Linked DNA regions of Mus musculus: regions 1, 2 and 3 are each linked to region 4. The links are chromatin contacts, called in public Hi-C and HiChIP or PLAC-seq maps. All regions are on one chromosome and are shown on one strand. The core of a region is the stretch at or near the end of the contact, and the rest is flanking DNA. Distances in the headings are between cores, read along the strand shown.

Region 1 (2,855 bases), core at 152-2,651, 440 kb after region 4:
GCACACACCGCATTATCAGTCATTCAGCTCCAAGAAAGTAGAGAGCCGACCCACACTAATTACACCATGAATGAGCTTTGAAAACAGTCTGGCTACGTGAAGGAAGCCAGACAAAAAGCCACAGACACGTTGGTTGGGTGTGGTACAATCCTGTGTGAGATCACCACTTGAGAAATTGAGGCAGGAGGACCACGAATTCTGATTAGCCTCAACTATAAGGGAAGAGTCAAAATCTTGTCTTTAAACGGAGGAGGTGGGAAACCACAAATACTGTATGATTTCATTAGTGTCTCCAAAGAGCAAATGCATAGGCACAGAAAAATTAGTTGGGGCAGTGGGGGGAATGGGTGGCAAGCAACTAAAAGGTATAGGGTTTCGTTTGGAGATATATATATATATATATATATATATATACATACATACATACATACATATATATATATATATGTATATATATATATATATATATAGAGAGAGAGAGAGAGAGATAGTAGTGACAGTTACAAAACTAGATGAATACACGTAAAGCCACCTTTGGGAGAGATAAGTAGCACGTATGCTACATGACTCATCGGTCAATCAAGCGTCCATTTACAAAAAGATGACACCGGGGCACTATACCTAAGAACATAATATATAGGTAACACACAAACATGCCAGCTCTCGCCATAAATGGACACCGAGGCTTCTTAAAATTGAGGTATAGTGTGCATCCATAAAGCCAAGAACTGGGTGGCAACGCTGCTGAGCCCCGAAGCAGGCTCCAGGGGTGAGCGCAACCCGCCTCGCAGCATCTGCATCCGAGCTCACCTTCCTCCATCCCTCGGCGCGCGCCCCCAGTCACGGCCACCGGAGCCGGGCAGCGGCGGGCAGGGCTGGACAGAACGGGGCGGCCTCGGGTCCCGCCGGGCGAGGCTCCAGCATCCGGCCGCACCACCGCCCTCCCACACCTAGCCGTGCCTCTGTCTCCGCTCCCGCCGCGGCAGCCTGCGCCGAGCCCGAGCGCGGCGACGCTCTGGGAGTCGGTGAGCCCGGCCCAGCCCCGCGGGCCCGCCTCGCCTCCTCGCTGCCACTGACAGTCGCCCGATGCCCGCGGCCACTCGCGCGCACCCCGCCCCGCCCCGCGCACGCGCGCAGCCGGCTGGGCCCGCGGAGAGCCGCTGATGTGGCCGCCCGGAGGCTACCCGGATCCGCGGCCGCGCCCCGGCAGCCGCCCGCCCGCCGGCTTGTTCGCCTGCCCACTTGACCGCTCGCCCTCCTGCCAGCTACGACTCCTGGCTGGTTAGCTTAGGCTGTCCTGCGCATCCTCCCAACCGCATCCCAGCCCGCGCATCCTCCTCTCACCGCTCCGTCAGCCCCGGGCCTCGTCGGGGGTCCAGCTCGCGTTCCTTGCTGAGCGGAATGAAGCCGAGGACGTGGGAGTCGTTCGTTGCGCTCTTCTGGGAGGCCAAAGGACGGGGAGGAGACGTGCGGGCAGCGCGTCACGCCCTCCGAGCGCCTGGCAGGGTCAGAGCCAAGTGCACTGCGCTGCTCAGCCGAGCTTTGCAGTTTGCCCACGCTCGAGTTTTGGGAGCCAAGGTAGACTTGAGCCAGAATTTGCCAAGGAAAATCGGGGGCTGCTTCCATGACTGTTTGTTAAGCACCTACTATGTGCGGTTCAGCTAGTGGGACTCCACCATCCCACCCTGCAAAGATGTGAGCCCCAGAGCACTGACTCTTGGGGGGAAACTGCTCGTTTTGATTCTGAGGCTATTATTCTATTACCTTAGACCAAAGTTTTCACCAAATTCAGATGGGGGTAATTTAGCACCTTTTCAGGTGGGGACAGGGACACACACACAGAGACACTTCCATCTGACTGGACATGATGGCACCTGTCTTTAATCTCAGAGCCAGGTAGTTCTCAGTGAGTTCAAGACCAGTTCTCTACTCAGCAAGTTCCAGGAAAACCAGGGTTACATTGTGAGATCTTGTCTCAAAACAAAACAAAACAACAACCACCCTCATTTTCTTGTGGGTTTTTTTTTTTTTTTTTTTTTTTTTTTTTTTTTTTGGTTTTTCGAGACAGGGTTTCTCTGTGTAGGTCTGGCTGTCCTGGAACTCACTTTGTAGACCAGGCTGGCCTAGAACTCAGAAATCCGCCTGCCTCTGCCTCCCAAGTGCTAGGATTAAAGGCGTGCGCCACCACGCCCGGCTTGGGTTGGTTTTTTTTGTTTGTTTGTTTGTTTGTTTTTTTGTTTTTTTTTGTTTTTTTTTTTTTTTTTTTTTTTTTAAACCCTAGAGGACAAAGTCTCTCTGTGCAGCTCTGACTGGCCTGACACCTGTTATGTAGCCCAAGCTGCCTTTGAACTCACAGAGAGCTGTCTGCCTCAGCCTCTCAATGCTGGGATTGAAGGCGCACACCATCATTTTCCAACCTTCTCTCAAACTCTTACCCTTCCTGTTCTGGAATTACAGGTATGTACTATTGTGCCCAGCCCTAGATCAAATTTTGTGTGTGTGGGCTGGGTGCGGGGGTGGGAGGGAGTTAAAGACAGGAGATATGCTTAGCAGTTACAAACAGGTACTGCTCTTGCACAGGACACAAATTTAGTTTCCAGCACCTACCTACACACACACACACACACACACACACACACACACACCTGGAAACACCAGCTTAGCTGGACGAAGTGCCTTCTTTTGCCTTCCACGGGCATTAATTAGCATTCATGAGCACATACCCAATCCGTGCACACAGATATACAGTAATTTAAAATCTTTAAAGGATTTTAAAATTCCTTTAGGAATGAAAACATTTCTATGAAGAACATGGGTGTTGAATTTAAAGTTACAGGGAGTCGTTATTTTGGTTT
Region 2 (2,700 bases), core at 92-2,591, 320 kb after region 4:
CCTTAATACAAAGCCATAGCAACTCACAAGAGTGTGCCAGATCCAATTAGCCACCGACCACAAGCTGTTCTCCCCACAAACAGGCATTTCCCATTCAGTTCTATTTGAGTTTTGAATTGCTATTAGTAGAAACCCTTAAGTGCCCAGAGAAGCTAAATACCATTTTCAGATACTTTGTAATGACTCTACTGTGAATATTTGTCTATAACTACAGGAACAGACTCCATATCCAAGGGTTTCATTACAAGAGGAACTATGTCTCTAGGGAGATGGCTCAAGAGCACTGGCTGCTCTTTCAGAGGACCAGGGTTCAATTCCCAGAACTCACATAAGGGCTCCCAACCATCTGTAACTCCAGTCCCAGGGAATTCAGTGCCTTCCTCTGGCCTCTGTAGGCACCAGGCACACACATGGTCAGATCTGCAGACAAAAAAAAAAAAAAAAAAGACACTTGTAAACATAAGACAAATAAATGAAGTTAAATAAAAGAGAAACTCTGTGGCAAGCCATAGACAGTTCTTAGCTCAAATTACCTTCTGGAGTTTTCTGTGCTGTCCAGGCAGATGTGTGCCCCACCCCCACCCCCACTGAGGCCCATGGGCTGTGTGTGGCCGAGGAGAGCAATGGATGCTGGTTTACACAACACTCTAAGGCTTCCCTAAACACAAGATTTTGTGGTTTTTTTTGTAGTTAGATTGCATGGCTTGCGGATGATATCATGTTGGAGTAGCAAAAGGTTGGATGTGCCTGTGTGTGTGCAGATCATTTCATAAGTCTGGATTGGATGACCCCACCTGTATGTACACATACGTGGCTGCATGTGAGATGGTAACATTAGGATTCTGGAATCCAGCTTCATCTGTCAGTTCACTGAGGGATGTGATGCCAGGTGAGTGGAGACCTTTGTCCCAAAGCAAAAGAAAACCTTCTAGAAGCTTTTAAAGACTAGTTTCAAAATTTCCCTCATGTAGGCTGAACTAAATGGGGCTCTCCTGAACCCCTAGTTGCTGGGAAATTACAAGTTATCTGCAGTAAAGTTCAGACGAACTTTCCACCCCCTGGGAAGGGTTGGACCAGGCTCCAGGATTTCTCTGTAGACATTGTCATTTTTATTTGAATAGAAAGGATTTGGAAGGATAACTTATTTGTTAAACAAGCGAAAAGAGATTTAACATTTGGAAAGCAGTCTTTGTTTGAGGAAATACTTTCTACATATTTGCTGTGTATAATGTCCTTCCCGCTCTTCCTCTTTCCTTCCCTCTCTCTGATCATGTGTTCACAGCTACTTTTAGGCTTTAATGTCTTTCTACGTTGTATCAGTCAGGGTTCTCTAGAATCACAGAACTTATGCAATCTCTCCCTATATTGAGGAAATTTATTGTAATGACTTACAGTCTGTAGTCCAACTAACCCAACAATGGGCAGATGTGAATGGGAAGTCCAAGAATCTAGTAGTTGCTCAGTCCAGGAGTCTAGTTGTTTCAGCTGGTCTTCTGTATAAGCTGGAATCCTGAAGAAGTAAGTTCCAACAGATGTGCTGGCAGGTAAGTGCAAACAGGTGAAGAAGAGGGAGTCTTCCTTCTTTCAATGTCCTTATGTAGGCCTCTAGCAGAAGGTGTGGCTCACAATATAGGTGTGTACCACCACGCCTGGATTTGGAACTTGCTGATCTTGAACTCAGAGATCTGCTTGCCTCAATCTCCTAGGATTAAAGGTGTGTTCTACCTTGCCTGGGTTTAAGCATGTCATGGTCACTATGCCTCAGGCTCTCCATGTCAAGATCTGGGTCAAAAGTCTCGAGATCTGGACCACAGGTGTGCCCTCCATTTCTGAATTGTAGTTCATTCCAGATGTAGTCAAGATGGCAGCCAGGGATAGCATCACATATGTCATGTGACTTCATTTTGCTTCTTTTCCTACTGAAGATGCTTGGATGAGAAAATCATGATGTATAGGGCAAAAGTGGTTGCTCATTTGCTCTGAGCAAGTCATACAATGGCGGTCACCTTCCTTTGACATGATGGACTGCATGAGAATTGTGTGGTGTTCCCCTCCCCTTTATAGGCTCTTATATTTAATGCTTTGTCCCTACTTGATGGAACTGTTTTTAGAAGGATCGGGAGGTATGGCTTTGTTAGGAGAGGTATATCACTGGGGGTGAGATTTTAGGTTTCAAAAGCCTTCGCCAGGCTCCCCTCACCTCCCCTCCCCCCTCCCCTCCCCTCTTCTCTCTCTCTCTCTCTCTCTCTCTCTCTCTCTCTCTCTCTCTCTCTCTCCAACCTCCAACTTGTGGATAAGATGTAAGCTACTGCTCCAGCACCATGCCTGCCTGCCTGCCTGTCTGTCTGTCTGTCTGTCTGCCACCACCACACTCCCCATCATGATGGTCATAAACTCACCCTCTGAAATTGTAAGGAAATCCCCCAATTAAATGCTTTCTTTTTGCATTGTCTTGGTCTCTGGGTCATTTCACAGCAACAGAACACTAACATGTGGCATGCACACTGACCTGGTGTGTGCCCCTCTTTCTTTACATTTTGGTAGTGGACTGTAAGACCCCCGACCCTAGGTCAGTGGTACTTACTTCAAGATGCCCCCGAGTGAGACACTGAGATGCACAGATCAATGAAAAAGCAAGAGGTTCATTTTCTGGAGAGTTGGGGTCAACCCTCAGTCAGTCCCTCTAGGTGAGTGACTAGA
Region 3 (2,700 bases), core at 155-2,654, 500 kb after region 4:
TCTACCTGTTTAGCCGTGTTCTCCTGTATTTAAGTGAGTTATTAATTTCCTTCTTAAAATCCTCTACCAGCATCATGAGATATGATTTTAAATCTGAATCTTGCTTTTCGGGTGTGTTGGGGTGTCCAGGACTGGCTAAGGTGGGAGGGCTGGGTTCTGATGATGGTGAGTGGTTTTGGTTTCTGTTAGTAAGATTGTTACGTTTCCCTTTTGCCATCTGGTAATCTCTGGCATTAGTTGTTATAGCTGTCTCTGGCTGGAGCTTGTTCCTCCCGTGCTTCTGTTAGCCTCTGTCAAGCACTCCTGGGAGTTCAGCTCTCTCCTGAGTCTCAGTGGTAAGAGCACTCTGCAGGCCACCTCTCCTCTGACGGGAAAGGAGCTCAGATGTCTGGAGCTCAGATCTGCTTCTTGGTTGAAGATGGAGGCCTGAAATGGGGCCTGTAACAGAAGGTATGTTGCATCAGCGGTCTGCGCTGTCCTGCACAGACTGGTCTCTGAGGGACCTGGGATACAAGGTGGCTCTCTCCCATGCTCCAGAGGTCAGACCACTCACTGCCAGCCACCTCTCCTCTTGCGGGGAAGGAGCCCAGATGTCTGGAGCTCAGATCTGCTTCCTGGCTGAAGATGAATACCTGAAACGGCCTGTCCCAGAAGCTATCTGATATAATCTTTGAGTGGGTATAGGCCACTGCTTGACTCAGATGGGACCCTAAGTAGCCAACGTATTTTTGGCATGAGGGGCTGAGCAGTGGCCCCTAGAATTGGGGTGAGGCTGTGAAGATTGTCTTTGGACCCTTTCAAAATGGAGGTCATCTCTATAATTTGGAATTACTTCCCTTCCTGGTTCAAATTGTTGCTCCTGTTGTTCCTCATGTTGTTTCCCAGTGTCTAAGGTCTTATGGCCAGTTGTAAGAAATACCTCAGCTTCCACAAGGACATCTTCTCTCAGGAAGTTAGCGGTGAGCCCAGCAACTACTAGGGGGCTCATCTCAATTACCACGATTACCATTGTGATCAACTCAGGTCTGCCAGCTAACAGTTTCCCAATGATTTGATTGCCCTCCCAGGCCTAGAAGCTGAGGGCCTGGTGACAGCTGCCAGGAAGGAGGAACTTCCTCATTCCTCATACTGTGTGATCAGCCCCAGTGTCAGTGAGGAATCTGAATGTATTTTCTCCTATAGTGAGAGTCATCTTGAGACATATCTCTGAGATAAGTGGGAGAATCCAGAGGGCCCTGACTGCTGATCTCCCTTTATTTAACAGGAATGGGGACAGACCCTAGGGAGTTTAAAGGCTGCCCCCTAAGATCAAACTTGGATTTGAAGTCTCTGGCCCAATGGAACCCATTCTTGCAACTTGGACAAGGGGTGTGTGGTGTCAGGCCACACCAGAAGGACCGGGATCTTTTTACCAAGGTTGGGGCTTCCACTTTTGAAATGGCCCTCTGTAGGGAAATGGGAGTGTTAGGGAAGAAGGGGGAGTGAAATAGCCTGCGTCCAGCCAGAGCTCCTGTGCTCTGGGAAGGTAGACGCAGGAGTGCTGCCATACGCTTTCCACTCCGCCCCAGGTGGGCATCTAAGCCACTGACCCCACTTGATGGTTGGTGGACAAGGGGCAGCCCCTGATACCAGGGTCCCCAGAGTGACACCCTCGGTCCCAGGGTTACGGGAAAGAGGGCACAGGGAGAGAGGTTTCCATGCAGGTAAGAGTCCTTAGTCCGGTCCGTGGGTAGGGCACAGGAAGGCCTTCCATTGGGAGATTAGAAACGGCTGTTAGCAGAAAGCCTACCACATTGTCCAAGCACAGCAGGCCTTGATGAACAGACAGTCTATAGTTTTAGAGCTTTATTGTAGAAAGGCAGAGGGAAAGAGAAAAGGGAGAGAGAGAGAGAGGGAGAGAGGGTGAGAGAATGGCCATTGCCAAGAGGAGAGAAGGGGAAAAGGAGAGAAGAAAGGCTAGAATAAGAGGTTAGAATGAGTGAGGGGAAAGAAGAGAGGAGAGTGAGGAGGGATGAAGCAGCCCCTCTTATCGTGGGCTTGTGCTGAGAGCCAACCTGCTGCTTACAAGAAACGGGGTACACCTGGGAGGCAGACTGGAGCTGAAAGAGAACTAGACTCTCGAGAGAAATAATGGAGCTAAGTCAAGGTTCCTGATCAAAGCTCAAATGTTTAGTAGCATATGTGCTTGGAAGTGGGGGGGGGCATTCCCGCCAATCCATTCTTGGTGCCTGAAACCAGCTGCAGGTGACAATGTGCAGGATAGGGTGTAGTCTCTGGAATATCTCAGGGGACTCTCAGCAGGTAGCAATGTCTTGAAGGAGAACAGCGGCAGTGGCTGAACAATAGAGTCATCTAGGTCTGAAGGCTCCACCCTAGGTAATCTCCTTTTTAGTGGCAGCAAGGTCAAAGTCTGGATCAGCCTGCTTTAGGCTGGAGGAGGTTATATTTTCCCCCATGTTCATATAAATAAAATAGCTGGACCGAGGCATAAAATTTATGTTTCATAGTCCTACCTGGGAGTTATGGTGGCTGGTGGCCGCGCCTGACTTAGGAAATCTTAGAGGAGGAAGGCAGCTGTTGTCTGTATGTCTCAGGAGATGGCATTGTTTCAGGTGGATCTGTGGCAGCAGGCATTATGTGGTCTTAGACCTGTAGAGTTATTGTAACAGAGGTGCAAAACTCCAGCAGGGTATGTCTGTC
Region 4 (2,700 bases), core at 174-2,673:
CTTTTAGCCTATCACCCACTAGAGGTAGTGGGAAAGAAAGGATAGGGGCGAAGTGGACCTGTTTAGAAAGGTTCTGTGTTGTCTGGAAGTCAGCAGGCAGCGACAGCTCATCCACTCGGAAACACTTCCCAGACAACACCAGCAGTCCAGACAAATCAGTATCAAAGTCAGGAGAGCAAACACAAATCAGCATTGGTGGTACGACCTAGCAGAAACAGCCAGGCCTCAGCCTTAGCACAAGTTAGCAGGAGGGACCAGGAAGGACCCCAGAAGACTCTGAGATCCACTAGCCCTCTCTGTAAGCAAGCCTAGCTCCGCCTCCTAGCTCCTCCTGTCCTCGGAGTCCTATTTATACTCCCTCCTCCTGTCCACGGAGTCCTATTTATACTCCCTCCAAACAAACATCACATGCCCTCCTCGGATCTTACTTCAGCATTCGTGTCTGTCTCAGCTGATATCCCTCTGCCAATCAGCCTGATTCCTCGGAAGCAGCAAAAAAACTGCAGCACACCACCAGAACTTTTTTGGTGTGTTCCTCTCTATAGGCTCCTGACAAATGCAGCTCAACTATGCCATGTAAGGCAGACCAACACATGTGCGTCATTAGCAAAGAACCCTTCATCATTTGTCTTTTCACGTGCTTTAGCAGAACATCCTCTCCTGTGTCTGCGTCAGCTAAATGTTGTCTGCCTTAGCCATTCACACCTGTGTCCACTTCATGTGTTTGCCCCAGCAAAACACCATCCAACCGACTTTCCAGAGAACCCTTCCGTTTCCACTTCATCTTTGAGTGGCAGTGCTGTGAAGGGGGTGGGGGGAGCAGCCTGGAGGACAGGAGCACTGATACACATACAGGGAGTGCTCACTATTGCCTGGGCTGAGGGTCACACTTCCGCCTCACCCCAATCCCTGCCCTGGGTGTCTTAGTTTGGGTTTCATTGCTGTGAAGAGACACCATGACCAATTCAATTCTTATAAAGGAAAACATTGAATTGGGGCTGGCTTCTGGTTTCAGAAGTTCAATCCCTTATCATGGGGAGCATGGCAGTGTTCTGGCAAGCATGGTGCTGGAGGAGCTCAGGGTTCTGCATCTTGATCCAAAGGCAGCAGAAGGAGACTGACTGGTTGTAGCTTGCACATACATAGGAAATCTCAAAACCTGCCCGCACAGTGACACACTTCCGCCAAACAAGGCCACGCCCACTTCAGCAAGGCCACACCTCCGAATAGTGCCACTCCCCATGAGCCTATTGGGGGTCATTTTCATTCAAACCACCACACTGGGGAATTGCTGGTTAGTGTTTCTTGTCAAGTGGACACAAACTAGAGTCACGTGGGGAGCGAGAGGACCACTGAGGAACTGCCCTGTTCAGACTGGTCTGTGGGTTTGTCAGTGGGGCAGTGCCCAGACAAATGATTGATGTCGGATGGCCCGGCCCACTGTGGGAGGTGCCATCCCTGGGCTGGCAGCTCTTGTGTAAGGAAGTCAGTAAACAGCGTTCCTTATGGCGCAGGTTCTCAACCTTCCTAAGGCTGCAACCCTGTAACATAGTTAGTTCCTCATGTTATGGTGACCTCCAACCACAGAGAGCCATCGCTCTACAGTCTCTGCTTCAGTTCCTGTCTGTAGGTCCCTGTGCTGACGTCACTCGGTAACCGATTGTTACCTGCGAGTGTAAGTTGAAGTAAGCCTTTCCTCCCCGTTAGTTTTAGTCAGCATTTTATCACAGCAACAAAAGAGCAAACTAGGGCAGTAAGTGACAGGCAGCCAGCTAGCTTTGGGCACATTGTGTTTCCACCTCATTCCTGACCTAGACCACCTGGGGCTGAACCCCAGCTCTGCCTCCCGGTGGACAGCCACTGATGGAGACTCTGCTTAGTGTCACTGTTCCCTCAGGTCCCTCATCTGTAAAATGTGAGCTCATACTTTGCAAGCTGGCAGACAGATCCACCTTTTGTTCAGTAATGAGCCGGAAGCTGAAAGACTGAAGTGTTGTACCAGGGCCCCACTCTTACCCTCTCCACCCGGCTTTTCAAAGGTGCTTGAATTCGCCAATGCTCCCTGCCAACCAACTCTCATGGAGGAATTTTACACTTTCTTGGGACTGAGAAAGCACGCTGTGACATACCGTAGATTGTAATGCTCCCTCCCCTTGTTTCCATGGCAACTGCCCCTTTCCGACTTTCCCTGCATCTCTTGCTGATTTATATTGCCTGTATCAATTCTTCCAACATCCCTTCAGACTATTCTGATCAAATTGCATAACAACCCAATACGTGTTACTGTGTGCCTACTCCTTTGATCTTCAGAGGGTCCGGTAGGAGTGGGGGCTCAGCAGGGTCTGCCAGTGAGGAGAGAAAGTGGGTATCAGGGGGTTCTCAGTCACCCATGAGCATTGTTTTGTTTTTTGTTTTTCGAGACAGGGTTTCTCTGTGTAGTCCTGGCTGTCCTGGAACTCACTTTGTAGACCAGGCTGGCCTCAAAATCAGAAATCTGCCTGCCTTCGCCTCCCGAGTGCTGGGATTAAAGGTGTGCGCCACTACGCCAGGCTATCCATGAGCATTGTTAATGTTGCTAAGATAGCGGCAGCTGGGTCATCCCAACCACTAAGTACCACGAACAAAAGCCCAGCATTTGCCAAAATGCTTATTTAAAAAAAAAATGCTTCTGAAGGTGAAGGCACAAACCTGAGTAAAGAA

Evidence for each region. A called contact is a pair of places that touch in the nucleus more often than the background predicts. HiChIP or PLAC-seq counts read pairs in DNA pulled down with a chosen protein or histone mark.
Region 1: a contact with region 4 is called in an H3K4me3 HiChIP or PLAC-seq map of embryonic basal ganglia, with 6 times the contacts expected there. The contact joins the promoter of Slc41a2 here to the enhancer-like site in region 4. A contact is called at or near these places in 16 of 39 promoter capture datasets (the 3T3-L1 cell line, 3T3-L1-derived adipocytes, the C10 cell line and 10 more), 2 of 15 datasets of contacts at CTCF or cohesin (the NIH/3T3 cell line and large pre-B cells), 16 of 484 Hi-C or Micro-C datasets (the AML12 cell line, B cells, the G1E-ER4 cell line and 11 more), 17 of 115 datasets of contacts at active chromatin or transcription factors (bone marrow-derived dendritic cells, bone marrow-derived macrophages, craniofacial prominence and 10 more) and 5 of 9 other capture datasets (adipose tissue, embryonic stem cells, liver and 2 more).
Region 2: a contact with region 4 is called in a Hi-C map of bone marrow-derived macrophages, with 35 read pairs. The contact joins two enhancer-like sites. A contact is called at or near these places in 4 of 15 datasets of contacts at CTCF or cohesin (the NIH/3T3 cell line, embryonic stem cells, large pre-B cells and 1 more), 36 of 484 Hi-C or Micro-C datasets (the C2C12 cell line, ECoMG myeloid progenitors, the G1E-ER4 cell line and 25 more), 7 of 115 datasets of contacts at active chromatin or transcription factors (bone marrow-derived dendritic cells, embryonic basal ganglia, embryonic forebrain and 4 more) and 2 of 9 other capture datasets (bone marrow-derived macrophages and embryonic stem cells).
Region 3: a Hi-C map of bone marrow-derived macrophages shows a contact between it and region 4, with 17 read pairs. The contact joins two enhancer-like sites.

The regions. Positions count from the first base shown.
Region 1 is chr10:83,336,416-83,339,270 of GRCm38.p6, forward strand. It overlaps Slc41a2 (solute carrier family 41, member 2), which reads right to left and starts at 1,402. Exons shown (of 11, transcript NM_177388.3): 1 at 1,345-1,402. Gm40722 (predicted gene, 40722) reads left to right here and starts at 2,274. Exons shown (of 2, transcript NR_168611.1): 1 at 2,274-2,457.
Region 2 is chr10:83,220,415-83,223,114 of GRCm38.p6, forward strand. No RefSeq gene overlaps it. Among named protein-coding and RNA genes, the nearest start is that of Slc41a2, 120 kb to the right of the region's middle. Within about 2 kb of position 1,342, at least 7 of the 459 cell types and tissues checked have an H3K27ac peak or open chromatin away from gene starts, as enhancers often do. A contact at or near this core is called in bone marrow-derived macrophages, where this site is marked.
Region 3 is chr10:83,396,432-83,399,131 of GRCm38.p6, forward strand. No RefSeq gene overlaps it. Among named protein-coding and RNA genes, the nearest start is that of D10Wsu102e, 38 kb to the left of the region's middle. Within about 2 kb of position 1,405, at least 15 of the 459 cell types and tissues checked have an H3K27ac peak or open chromatin away from gene starts, as enhancers often do. A contact at or near this core is called in bone marrow-derived macrophages, where this site is marked.
Region 4 is chr10:82,898,703-82,901,402 of GRCm38.p6, forward strand. No RefSeq gene overlaps it. Among named protein-coding and RNA genes, the nearest start is that of Eid3, 33 kb to the left of the region's middle. Within about 2 kb of position 1,424, at least 151 of the 459 cell types and tissues checked have an H3K27ac peak or open chromatin away from gene starts, as enhancers often do. A contact at or near this core is called in B cells, bone marrow-derived dendritic cells, bone marrow-derived macrophages and 10 more, where this site is marked.